Regions from separate parts of the Sus scrofa genome. Here regions 2 and 3 are each linked to region 1. The links are chromatin contacts, called in public HiChIP or PLAC-seq maps. All regions are on one chromosome and are shown on one strand. Each heading gives the region's core, a stretch centred on a gene start, on an enhancer-like site or on the middle of the called end of the contact. The rest is flanking DNA. Distances are from core to core; before and after follow the strand shown. Region 1 holds the start of ZMIZ1 (zinc finger MIZ domain-containing protein 1). Region 2 overlaps ZMIZ1 (zinc finger MIZ domain-containing protein 1). Region 3 overlaps ZMIZ1 (zinc finger MIZ domain-containing protein 1).

Region 1 (3,777 bases), core at 759-3,258:
GCGGTGGCGCGGCATCCCGTTCCGTCCGTAGTTCCGCACCGGCTTTTGTGGCCGGCCGGCGGCGCGGGGCCCTTTGGAAATAGAATAGCCAATGTAATCTGACACTTCAACTTGCTCGGCTCCGGGCGAGTTGATTCACTTACTCACCCCCTAACGCCGAGTTCCTTTTCACTGTCTGTGGACATTAAAAAAGCGAGCGGCGGCGGGCGCCCGGGAGAGCGAGCGGCCGGGCGGCGGGCAGGCGAGCAGCTACCGGGCAGCCGAGCGAGCAAGCAGCACCGGCGCAGCGCGGTGACCCCAGCCCCGGTGGGCGCGGAGCAGAAGCCGGCGCCGAGCCGATCTCAGCGCCCTCGCAGTTTCTCCCGGCCCGAGCCGGCCCTGCCCGGCAGCGGCGGCGGCGGCAGCGGCGGCAGCGGCGCGTCCTCCAGCGGCGGCAGCGGCGGTCGCAGCTCCCGGTAAGTTTGGGGCCAGACCCGGGCGCCCGCTGGTCCCAGGCCTTCCTCCCGCTCCCTGTGGACTCTCGGGGTGCGAGCGTGGGGCGCTGGGTGCTGGTGCTTTTCCCTTTAAGGGTCCCCCGGGACCTGGCGAGCGGGACGAGTGGCCGACGGCAGTGCTTCGCTGCGATCCCTTCGGCGGCCGGGGGCCAAGGCCCAGGCGCCCCGCTAGTGTCGGGCTGCGCGGAGCCGGCTTAGTCTGCGCATGGGGGCCGGGGCTCTTGGGGTGTACGGGGCGTGAGTGCAGTTGTGCGCGCGCGGACCTGGTGCCCGCCTCCTGCCGGCGCGCCTACAGCCGTGGTTCCGTACACCCGGGGGCCGGGCAGGACCGGGATTCGGGAAGGAAGGAAGGGAGGGAGGGAAGGACGGGAGTAGGATCACCTCGGTCTCCCTCGTCTCCTTTGGGAAGACGCGAAGTTGAATGCCTGTGTGTAGGAGAACCGCCAGGGAAGGCGCCGGATTTCAGGGCGGCAAGGGATGATGGTGTTAAGTTGTGCATCTGAATTTCTAGGGAAAACACACACTTTTGTAAATGGGAGTGGGGGCGCGGTTAAGTTGTTTGTGTGCGAATTGCCGGGCGAGACGCGGCGCTCCGTACTATAGGGGAACGCCAAGGGGTGTGTGTAGGGGCTTCATGTAGGTCTCAGAAGCCCAAGGGGCACCAAGGCCGAAGCCTGGCTGGGGCTGCCCCGGCCAGGAGGGGAGCCCAGGGAGAAGATGTGCGTGTGTGTGTGTGTGCGTGCGCGCGCGTTGCAAATACGAAAGTAATTTCCCCGTGTTCTTTCTTCCTCTCCGTCTCCGCCGGCGGCGGCCCCGGGGGAGTGGGAGGCCGGCCGGGGCGGAGGTTGGGGGGCCGTGCCGGGGCTGGAGCTGGGGTGGTGGGCGGGCTCTGGAAGCTTGTTTCGCATTCCTGTCGTCTGGGCTGGGGAGAAAACAGTGGGGAGCGTGGCCTCGGCGTCTGGGGTGCGGGCAGCGGGTGCGCGTCGCCCCCTCGCTAGGGACATCTGTCCAGGAAGCCAGCCGGGCGAGGAGAGGGCGCGGTGCGGAGGGCAGGCTCCCCGCCCCGGAGCAGCAGGGGCGCGGGCGAGGGGCGGCCGCCTTCCCGGCCATTGTGCGCCAGCAGATTTTCACGGGAGACTGCCTCGGAGCCGCCGGAGAAGGCTGGGAGCCGGCCTCAGCCCCGGGTTTAAAAGACACTCCAGGAATGTAAACAACCCGAGCGGGAGGGTGGCGGGCGGGTGCGCGCTTGGGCAGCCGGCCCGGGCCCCCCACCCCTCCCCGGGGGACAGCCCCGTGGCAGGGCCGCCCAGCCCTAGCCCTCTACCTGCCGCAAACTTTTTCCTCCCTTGCCTTCTCTTCCCACCTCGCTCCTCTAGTGGGGCACAGAGCGAGGGCCTCTCCCTGGGCGGGGGCCGAGGGCGCCTGGCAGCCGGCGCCTGAGCCTGGAGGCCTGGCGGTCCGGCCCCGGCTTGGTGTCCGGAGTCCCGACTGCGCCTGCCTGGGAGCCACAAGCTTCCTGGGCAGGCAGCGCCGGAGTACCTGGGTCTCCAAGAGGCTGCCCGCCTGCCTCCCTCCCGCCTCCCTCCCGCTGCTCCTTCCCCCCGCTCTTCCCCGTCTCCTCCCCCCTGACTGATTTTCCAATGCCCTGACATGAGGGAGGAAGATTTAACTTGGCAGCCCAAACAAATGTTCTCTCAGAGGTCCTCCAAGAAGCTGGCGGCTGGGCTGGCAGAGTGAGGGCACTGCTCGGCCAGCCTTTTCTTCCTCTCAGCTCTGCCATGGCCATTTGTGAGCCCCCTGGGTGGACAGCCCAGGGCATGGGAGAGCAGGGCCCAACCTCACAGATTTAAGAGGGCAGGGGGAAGCTGCCTCTGAAAGCCCCTGGCTTGGCGCTTGGCAGGAGCTGCCTGGAGCTGCTTCCTGGTGCCAAGGGTTTTCTGGAGGATTTTCTTGAGCAACAGTTTGTCTCCCTGGTGCAACTCGGGCAACAGAGCCTGGTAGACCAGAGGGATAACCGGTGCTGTCTCCTCCTCTCTTGTGGGTATGAGGACAGGCTGGTTACACAGGGCAGGGCAGGAGGCCAGAGGCTGTTCCCAGAGGTACCTGGGTTTGCTTATTATTGTTTCTTGAAGGTAGAGATAAAGAGGCAGGCACTGTAGCTGGAGAATGGGCAGCTTGGTGGGTGTTGGTGGGTGATGAATTCTGACTGGTCTTCGCTGGCATTTGTGTTATGGTCCTGGGAGTTTGAAAGTTGCTTTTAGGCTCTCCGGGAAGTTTAAAAGGGGAGCAAGCCCTTAATTTTCTCTCTCCTTGCTGCTTTTCGAGGGGATCCAGAGTAGGGGGGAATTCCTGGCTTCCCACTTGCCTGCTGCCTGGCCCTCGTGCTGCGGTTGGTGAATGCCCCAAGCCTTGTGCTGACCTCTGTCTTCAGGTTGAAGATGTTGAAGCACCAGCATCAAACAAAAGACACATTGAAAGCCGAATCTGCCACAGAGCACGTGTGACTTTGAGGCCAAGGGAATGCGTTTGGAGGGAGATGGTGTTTTCTTCTGAGTTTTATGTTTTCGGTTGGATTTTGTTTTTCCCAAAAGGCCAGAAGCATCTCCTTGTCCCAAGTCATGAGGTTATGCAATGCTGTTTTCACACATAAATCTCAAAACTTTAGACTTCTGAGTTGGTGGCAGTGACGGGGTGGGGGAAGGAGTGGTAGGGAGTTTTCAAGAGTTTTAAATGGTTTTTGGATTGGTGTTTTGAGGCATTCAGGGTATGGCTCACGAAGAAGAGTTGTGAATAAGAAATTGCTGCACTTATGGGGAAGCTTTGATAACTAGTCCTGTCTATGCAAAAAAGGATTGCTGGCTTCTTTAGGGGACAAAATGTCCTGTTTCCCTCCTAAGGAAGGAGAGAGGAGGAGCCTCATTCCTTTCTCAGCCAGGAGCAAAGAAAGGTCCAGAGACTGTGGGGTTTATCTCTCTCTCTCCCTCCCTTCCCCCCACTTCCCCTAACAACTGTAACACAACATTATCTCCATCCCTGGTCCCCAGGGATGTGCCCCAACCTAGGACAAGTGTCCACCATCAATGGAAAATTGCAGAGGGAAGGACCCAGCCAAGAGCTACAAACTTCACTTTTTTCCTGATTGACAGAGATGGGGTGGATAAGGCAGGAAGACTCTTGGAGGCTTGCTGTGTCCCAAGGGTTTTGTCACAAGAGTACCTTTGTGTGAAGCCATGGATACCGAGGTCTCTGGCCTTGGTCAGCATCCAGCAGACAGCCGTGACCC
Region 2 (3,777 bases), core at 721-3,220, 110 kb after region 1:
CCTCTCTCTGGGGACAGCAGAAGGCCAAACACTCAGAAAGGACCCAAGAAATGCTTGGCTGACCTTTTTTCTACTAAAATGAGACCAGAGAGGTGAGATCACTAGCCCAAGGTCACACAGCTAGAAATGGAGCCCTGCTTTGCCTGGTTCTAAGCCAACCTTCCTGGTCTGGGTGTTGGCAGGGAGGCCTACCATTCTAGCTGGTGTTATCCAGCCACAAGGGCACTGTGGTGGATCAAAGCTTGGTGGCTCCAGGTCTCATCCCCCTGCCTGATGGTGTTTCTGCCTCCTCTGCTCAGGCCCCCCAATTCTCTGTCTCCAGCCCACCTTCCCCCAGAGGAGGGGAGGGTAAGGGAAAGCCCCCTCCCCTGTGCTGCTCCACACTCCAGCTCATGGAAATGAAAAACACATTGGCTTCATTATCCTGGACTGAATGAGCAGGGTTGCCATGGTGACAGCCATCTCAGGCCTGTGAGGGGGCAGGGAAGGGGCTGGCGAGGCTGTGGCAAGTGGGACCAGGCTATGGGTGAGCAGATGCACCAGGTGGGCAGGGCCCAGAAACAACGGCCACTCACGCTCCCCGCCTTCATATCGGGCCCCCAGCTTCGGATCACCATTCTGGAGCAGAGAGAAGCAGACAGGCCTCGTCCACGACTGACCGGCCCCAGTTCACCTGTCCTACCGCCTGTCCATCTCTTCCCTTCCTGGAAGGGTGCTGAGGGTGCCTTGCATGATTCTGGATGTCAAAAGGGAAGGAAAAGATGGAGGGGGCGGCCAGGAGGGGGCAGTGGCCTATTTTCCTACAGAGATCAGCCCTGGGTCTTCATTCACCTCTCCAGGGGCATGGCCTGAGGAACTGGCTGAGGATGCCAGGCCCTGCACACCCCAGCACGCCTGTGTAACCAGAGCCATCCTGGGGACCCTATCCTCAAGCATAACCCTCTTTCAAGAGGTCAGGTTTCCAAATATCCAGCAGAACAATAGGTGTGTTGGTGGCTATGGGGATGCCAGCTGGGAGCCCTGGCCCAGTGCGGCCTGTGTCTGTGGAGGCCCCAAGAAGGTGTCCTTAGTTCCTGAGCTGGGCCATCCCCATGACCCTGACCCAGGTGCCCTGATACCCAAATGGGCCCTGCTCTCCCCAGGACCTGGCACCCTGGGGCTTGAAGCATGGCACCCATGGATAAGTCCTGGCCCTACTACCCCTGTGCTCAAGCTGGTCCATGGGAAGTTGGCTCCACCCCCTTTCTCTTCTGAGCTCCCTGGTGGTCAAGGAGCACAAGATGGCCCTCTGGAGTGGCCATTCGGTCTATCTGTTCATATGATCCAGAAACATTGGGGCAGCTGCCAAGGGCCCCTGCTGGGAGGTATCGAGTGCCTTCAGAGGGCTTTACTTTCAGACAGTACCAGTCAGAGAAATTCAGAACTGACCCCAACTCCAATTTCAACCTTGACCTTAACCCTAACCCCAGATCCAGCCTTGGCCTCAGTCTGCTAGCCCAGCCTGCCTGGGGCATGCTTCCAGTGGCTTTCTCATCCCAGCTGCTGTTCAAGCCATTTTGTCCACCCTGAGTGCCCCCACTCACACCTGCACACTGCCAAGTCCAGCCTCTTCCCACCTCCTATTTTAGACAAGAATACCCAGGCCAAGAGAGACATATGACTTGTCCAAGGCCATGGAGAGTCAGGGCAGCATGGCCTGGGGCGGGATGTCCCTTTCCCAGGAGGCCAGCTCTTCATTCCCTGGAGAAATGGGTTAAGGGTCCACAAGGCCCTGGACCAGAGCCCAGCAGCTCTAGGAGCTGGTGACAGTTCCCTGCCAGAGCAGGTTCGGAGGGGAGGCAGAGTGTGCCAAGGTTTCAGCTTTTTGACAGCTGTTCTCAGTGGGAGGGGTGCTCGGGGACTGGCCCCAGTCTTGCTGACTGAGCCTCAGTAAATGGGGTCACTCTGCAGCCCCGCCCACAAACCGGCCACGTGCCTCTGAGGAGACAGGTGGAGAGCAGCCGAGCCCGGCAGACGTGGTCGGGGCGTCCATGGCACGGCTGTGGTCCTGCCTCCTGCCAGATGGAGGCTGGTGCTGAGAAGAAGGCCGCCCAGGCGGGACAAACCCCAGCACCTCCCTGTGACAGGGGAAATCTAGTGGTTCCCAAGCAGCCACCTGCCGCCCCACTGCAACCGGATCCCAGGGGCTCATTCTCAAATGCAGATTCCCAGACCCTCGCAGGGCTGGGCCAGAGCCCAGGAATCTGTGTTTGCAGCTTCCCAACCCCCAGGCTCTGAGCAGTGCTTGCCTTGCTGCCTCCAGAGGCCTGGCCAGCATCAGGGTCTCCGGCGGGGCCTTCACCTTTCTGCAGAGGCCGCCTCCCTGTGCTCCTGGCTCCAGGGTCACAACCCCTTGCTGACCCTTCCTGGGCCATATTCTGCAGAAAATCAGCCTGAGGCCAACCCTGTGGTCTTGTGCCCTCCCCTCCCCCCGCTTCCCTCTCATCCATCGTCCATCCACCCAAAGCCCACCACCCCCACAGCACTTGTCCCCTGCCATTGACCTCCCCTGACTTGGCGGCTGTGTGTCCTGGGCCCGCCTCCCAGCCACCACCATGGCCACCGCCCGGCTCCCCGCCCGTCGGCCAGGGGCGGCCACTGGGCAAGGCTGTCATTTTCCCTGCTGGAGATTATAGGTTTGGGGCTGAGGGAGTCTGAGCTGGAGGAAGAAGAGTGGGTTCTCTTGCCCTGGTGCCAGTCCTGAGAGACACCTCACGGGTAGGACAGCCTGGTGTGAAGTGCTCTTTGGGGCAGGATGGGGATTCCTATAACCTGACGTCACCCCAGCTCTGAGTGTGCAGGTGTACGTGGATGGGTTCACCTCTCAAAAGGGTCAGACAGTCTCTCATGCTCACTGAATTTAGTTCTCCCAGCAGTTCTGCAAAGCAAGCCCAACTCATTTCCCAGAGAGAAAAGACAGAACTCAGAAAGGGCAGTGCACTGGCCTGGGTCACACAGCAGGTTAGGGCAGAGCCAAGACTCTGCCTACCCTTGCTCTCGTTTGCTGCCTGGTTTGGTACTCTCTCTGCCCCGCCCTCACCCATCCTCCCATCTATGAGGGCAGGGAGCAGGAGACTTGCTGGGAGATCACAGCCTCCAAGAGGGGCTGCCCACCTGCTAGGTCGCCCATCCAATGGCAGGTGATGCAGTCACCATGCCTGCTGCTGAGGAAGGCTCTGCGGAGCAAGGTTTGGGAAGAAAGCATGCATCCCTTTTCTGCTCTGCCCTCACAGTGCCCCCCGCCACCCCCCCCCCCCAGAGCTGGGTCTGGAAGGGACAGTGTGAGTCAGACTCAAGAGTGTCAGAAGCTGGAAACATCTTGTGGGCGTGCAGAAACTGGAAACATCTCGTTGTTCACAGCTGCGGGAACTAGGATGGGGTTTCACACCAGTGGGGTGACCCCAACCAGACCCAGACCTGGGTCCCCTCTTTATCTCCTCTGGGGGTAATGCAGTGAGCATCTGTGTGCCCAAGAACCCCAAAGGTTTGAGGATTTGAGGGAACACGGTGGAGGGGTTCTCAAAACAGGCTCTGGAATCAGACTCTGGAAATAGACTGTGGAATCAAAACAGACTCTTGGAATTCCCGTCGTGATGCAGCAGAAACGAATCCAACTAGGAACCATGAGGTTGCGGGTTCAATCCGTGGCCTGCTTGATGGGTTAAGGATCCAGCGTTGCCGTGAGCTGTGGTGTAGGTCTCAGACTCGGCTTGGATCTGGCATTGCTGTGGCTGTGGT
Region 3 (3,777 bases), core at 490-2,989, 79 kb after region 1:
AGCCCCTCACCCCCATGCATCTCACATCTCTCTGTATCCAACCCAGCGGGGCGCAGTGTCTATGATGCCCCCAAGCAAGGTAAGAGATGTGAGTAGTTGCCAGTTGTCCCCATGGGGGATGGGGATAGTGATGCTATCCCGGCCCCACTCTGGGTCATCCCACTGACAACACAGAGGCAAAGCTGGGTACCTCTGCCCAAGAGGGAGCCCGCCCTTCTCCCCTCTTCACAAGAGCTGAAAGGTGGAGTGTGCCAGGTCTCTCTGCCATGCTCAGGCAGGCAGGCCAGGTGGCAGCCTTGTGGACCAGAAGCCAGGAAGTGGGCAATCTGAGGGGCAGATTCTCCTGCCACTCTCCCGCCCCCCTCCTCTCTCCTGGTAGGTGCTCTGAGGCCTTCAGTTTTCCTTTGGCCGTGACGTTGAACTTACAGTGCAGGGAGGAACAGAGCAATGATACTAAGCACTCCAAACCCTCCTAAGCCCTTCTGTAGCACTCTGTGGGGATGCTGCTCCGATCGTGACCTACAGGAATTCACATTCACCATGACAGCATCTCTGTGAGGTCACTTTTCCATTATCCCCATTTCCAGAGGAAGAAACTGAGGCACAGACAGGTGAATCAGTCAGCCCAGGGTGGTTATGCAGGCATTGAACCAAAGAGCTGGCCCCTGAGTCTATGCTCTTGGCCACAGAGCTGCACAGCTTCTCATCACCCACCTCCCCAGCCTGGGGGCCCCAGCCTAAGCCCAGCTCAGTGTCAACAGGGGTCGCAGCGTTTTCCCAAAAGAGGGCAAAAGGAGGATCAAGATGCCAAGGTTAGCAGACCCAAGTCACCTTGACATTGGATAAGCTAACAGAGCCGGAGCCACCCTGAGCTCATGGATGAGCTGAAAGCTTATCAGCACCGGAGAAGACCGTAGGTCCAAGCAACCCAAGGCCCTGCCTTTATGGTGACAGCTCAGCCTCCAGTGGCCTTGGACACATTGCCGCTCTGAGCCTCAGCCTCTGCATCTGTCAAATGGGCCTTTCAGAGCCAGTGGCATAAGGAGCTATGAGGAGTTGTTGAGATATTGTGAACCCAGTATCTGATTCCTGTGGCCCCTTGATGGCAGTGTGAATTTCCTTCCCAGGGCATCAGGCCACAGGGACGGGGACATTCCTGGCAGCAGGATTAGGGTAGGCGAGGTACAGAGGTGGGAGCTGACACATTACAGATCAGAGGCAGGCTGGGGCTTTGAACATGAGGCTGAAGAATTAGTGCCAACCTCGTAGACAATGGGGAGTCACGGAAGATTCTTGGCCGGTGGGGGGGTGTAATGCCTTCTCGGGCATTCGTGAAATAAACGGGTAGCAGGAAAACCTAATATGCTTTGCCAGGTGTGGGGCCCTGATGCAAAGGGTGTCACGTGGCTAAGAAAGTTGGCCCTGGTGGGTGTCAGCGCCAGCTTTCCTCCTGTCCACAGGGTGCTTGGTCCACAGGGTGCTGGCCAGCACAGGCTGGGAGTGTGCAGGGCACTGCAGGGAGGGGCAGGGCTAATTAATGCCTCTTCCTCTGCGTGTAGAGTCCCCCCTTCTCGGGTCGTCTGGGCTTCCCACCCAGCCCTGGGTGGGGCGCCACCGCTCCTTCCTCCCTCTGTGGCTCTCTGGTCCTAAATGGGAGGGGACTCCAGAGGGTGCAACAGGCTGTGGAGTGTAAGCCAGGGTGGGGACGCTGGCGGTGGGTGGAGTCACGGGATGGGTGGCCATGAGTCAGGAATTGCTGGGCCTGTGTGTCATCTGGCTGCGTGCTGCTCTGGCTTCCCCGCATCTGTCTGCCTCATCTCTCCCACCCACGGCTGCGCCTGTGGGCTGCTCTGCTGAGGCCACAGGGCTCTGTTTCCAAGAGCTCCAGGCCCACGAAGGAGCAGTCATGGGAGCTGGGCTCCGGGTCCCAAGCTCCCCTGACACGCAGGGTGACTTTGAACATGCCTGCCCTCCCTAAGCCACGGTTTCCCCGACTGCAGAGTGAAGGTGAGGCTGGCCGGGATTCCCAGCTCCTGCCGAAAGCGAGATCCAGGGCAGCTTTGAAAGGCAGCACACCCCAGACCAGTTAAATCCCTGGGGCAGGGCCTGGAGCCTGGGCAGGAACCTCTGGTCTGGATGGGCCTCTTGACACGTGATCTCTCCCCACTCTCCACAGCCCCCAGGCAGCATTGTGGACCAGCATATGGATTCTGGAGTCCAGGGCCTGCACTGAATCTAACTTTGCCACTTTCTAACACTGTGGGCAAGTGACTTCATGTCTTGGAACCGCAGTTTCCTCATCTGTGAAATGGGGATGATGTTACCACTTTATAGGATTGCTGTGGGGACTATTGGGTTAACCGGCATAGACAGCCTCTGTTAGAGCCGGGCCTAGGATGGCTGTGGTGAGCACTGTGCAAGTGTCAGCTGCTCTGTTCTCTGATCTAAATCTGTTTTCACACCACCCCTCCCATAACTGCTCATCCATCCATCCAGCAAACATTCTGGGGGCAAACCCTGTCCTGGCTGCTATGGGCAACAAGACAACACTCATTGTGGGGGCTGACCTTGCCCCCCTCTTTTTAGCCCATCCAGGGGTCCAGTCCCAGACAGCAGGTTCTCTCAGTCCCAAGGATTGATGGGCAGGTGGGGAGTGGCTCCCCCAAGAATCCCACCAAGTTGCTAGGCTGAGGGAGCCCTTCTTTCTGAAAGGACGCAGAGACCCCAGACTCACGGGAGAAGGAAGAGCATCCTAGGCTGGTCCTGACAGCCTCAGCTGGGAGGTACCTGGAGAGTCCTCAGTGCCTCCTGGTGAGGACCTGGGGATGCGCTCTGGGTGTGTGATGGCTCAGACCAGGCTGGGCACTGAGGCTGCCCAGGAAGTCAGGAGCAGTCAAGTAAGCAGTGTGTGGAACAGAATAGGGAACCTCACAGCCCATCGCAAGACCCGGCCCATCCTCCATCTCCTAGCAGCCTTCCAGCATCCTGGGACATTAGGCAGGCATTGTTCATCCCACTTTGCAGATGAAAGATGGAGGCTTCGAGGGGTCAGGAGGCACTTGCCCCGGTCAGGGAGGGTACATGCCAAAGATAGGTCTCGTGTCACCTCAGTGTTAACAAAATCCAGTGGGACCAGTCAAGCCCCCCTGGGTGGCTGCATTGGTGGAGCATCTTGGGGCAGACTGTGGATGCAGTTTGATGATTAATAGGCCCCCTTCTTCCCAGGCTTCCCAGCAGTGACCCTGCAGACCATCACTGGGTCACCCTTACAGGGATGGCTGGTGTCCCTGCAAACAGCAAGAGCTCCATGGCCTGGCTCCTCCAAGGACCAGGGGTTGGGCCATGCACTTACCCCAGTTGAACCTTCTCCCTCCCCATTGCACCACTGAGTAAACTGAGGCAGGGAGAGGTGCAGGGACCTGGCTGAGGCCACATGGCTTGCAAGCAGCAGAAACAGGATTTCAACCAGGCCAGGGTGACGTTAGTGCCTGTGCTCAGACCCGCCACCTCCTGCAAGCAAGAACAGTGCTCTCCTTTGTCTGGCATCTGCAAATCTGGGCCTCGGCCATCACTTTAGACTGGCCTGGCCCATGTGTGGCCAGAATCCCAGAGGGATGCCTGTTTGGGGAGTGTGACCGCTGGGGGCTGGCCCCTGGCCCAGGAAGGGGATCATCAGGAACACTTGGTACTAGGTGTTTGGCATGACCTGTCAGGGGTGCCCATGCCTTTCAGTCCTTTGACCTTCCTGTCTGTCCTCTCGACTGGAGGGAGCACAGG

What was found. HiChIP or PLAC-seq counts read pairs in DNA pulled down with a chosen protein or histone mark.
Region 2: a contact with region 1 is called in an H3K27ac HiChIP or PLAC-seq map of skeletal muscle. The contact joins the enhancer-like site here to the promoter of ZMIZ1 in region 1. A contact is called at or near these places in 2 of 5 promoter capture datasets (fetal skeletal muscle and liver), 12 of 47 Hi-C or Micro-C datasets (adipocytes, brain, embryonic fibroblasts and 7 more) and 2 of 2 datasets of contacts at active chromatin or transcription factors (alveolar macrophages and skeletal muscle).
Region 3: an H3K27ac HiChIP or PLAC-seq map of alveolar macrophages shows a contact between it and region 1. The contact joins the enhancer-like site here to the promoter of ZMIZ1 in region 1. A contact is called at or near these places in 1 of 5 promoter capture datasets (fetal skeletal muscle), 3 of 47 Hi-C or Micro-C datasets (alveolar macrophages, embryonic fibroblasts and skeletal muscle) and 2 of 2 datasets of contacts at active chromatin or transcription factors (alveolar macrophages and skeletal muscle).

The regions. Positions count from the first base shown.
Region 1 is chr14:81,407,059-81,410,835 of Sscrofa11.1, forward strand. ZMIZ1 (zinc finger MIZ domain-containing protein 1) reads left to right here and starts at 2,009. Exons shown (of 26, transcript XM_013983374.2): 1 at 2,009-3,777.
Region 2 is chr14:81,513,816-81,517,592 of Sscrofa11.1, forward strand. The region is part of intron 4 of ZMIZ1 (zinc finger MIZ domain-containing protein 1); the gene reads left to right. Among named protein-coding and RNA genes, the nearest start is that of TRNAK-UUU, 85 kb to the right of the region's middle. Within about 2 kb of position 1,971, at least 15 of the 83 cell types and tissues checked have an H3K27ac peak or open chromatin away from gene starts, as enhancers often do. A contact at or near this core is called in fetal skeletal muscle and skeletal muscle, where this site is marked.
Region 3 is chr14:81,486,827-81,490,603 of Sscrofa11.1, forward strand. All of the region lies in intron 3 of ZMIZ1 (zinc finger MIZ domain-containing protein 1), which reads left to right. Among named protein-coding and RNA genes, the nearest start is that of ZMIZ1, 80 kb to the left of the region's middle. Within about 2 kb of position 1,740, at least 28 of the 83 cell types and tissues checked have an H3K27ac peak or open chromatin away from gene starts, as enhancers often do. A contact at or near this core is called in alveolar macrophages and embryonic fibroblasts, where this site is marked.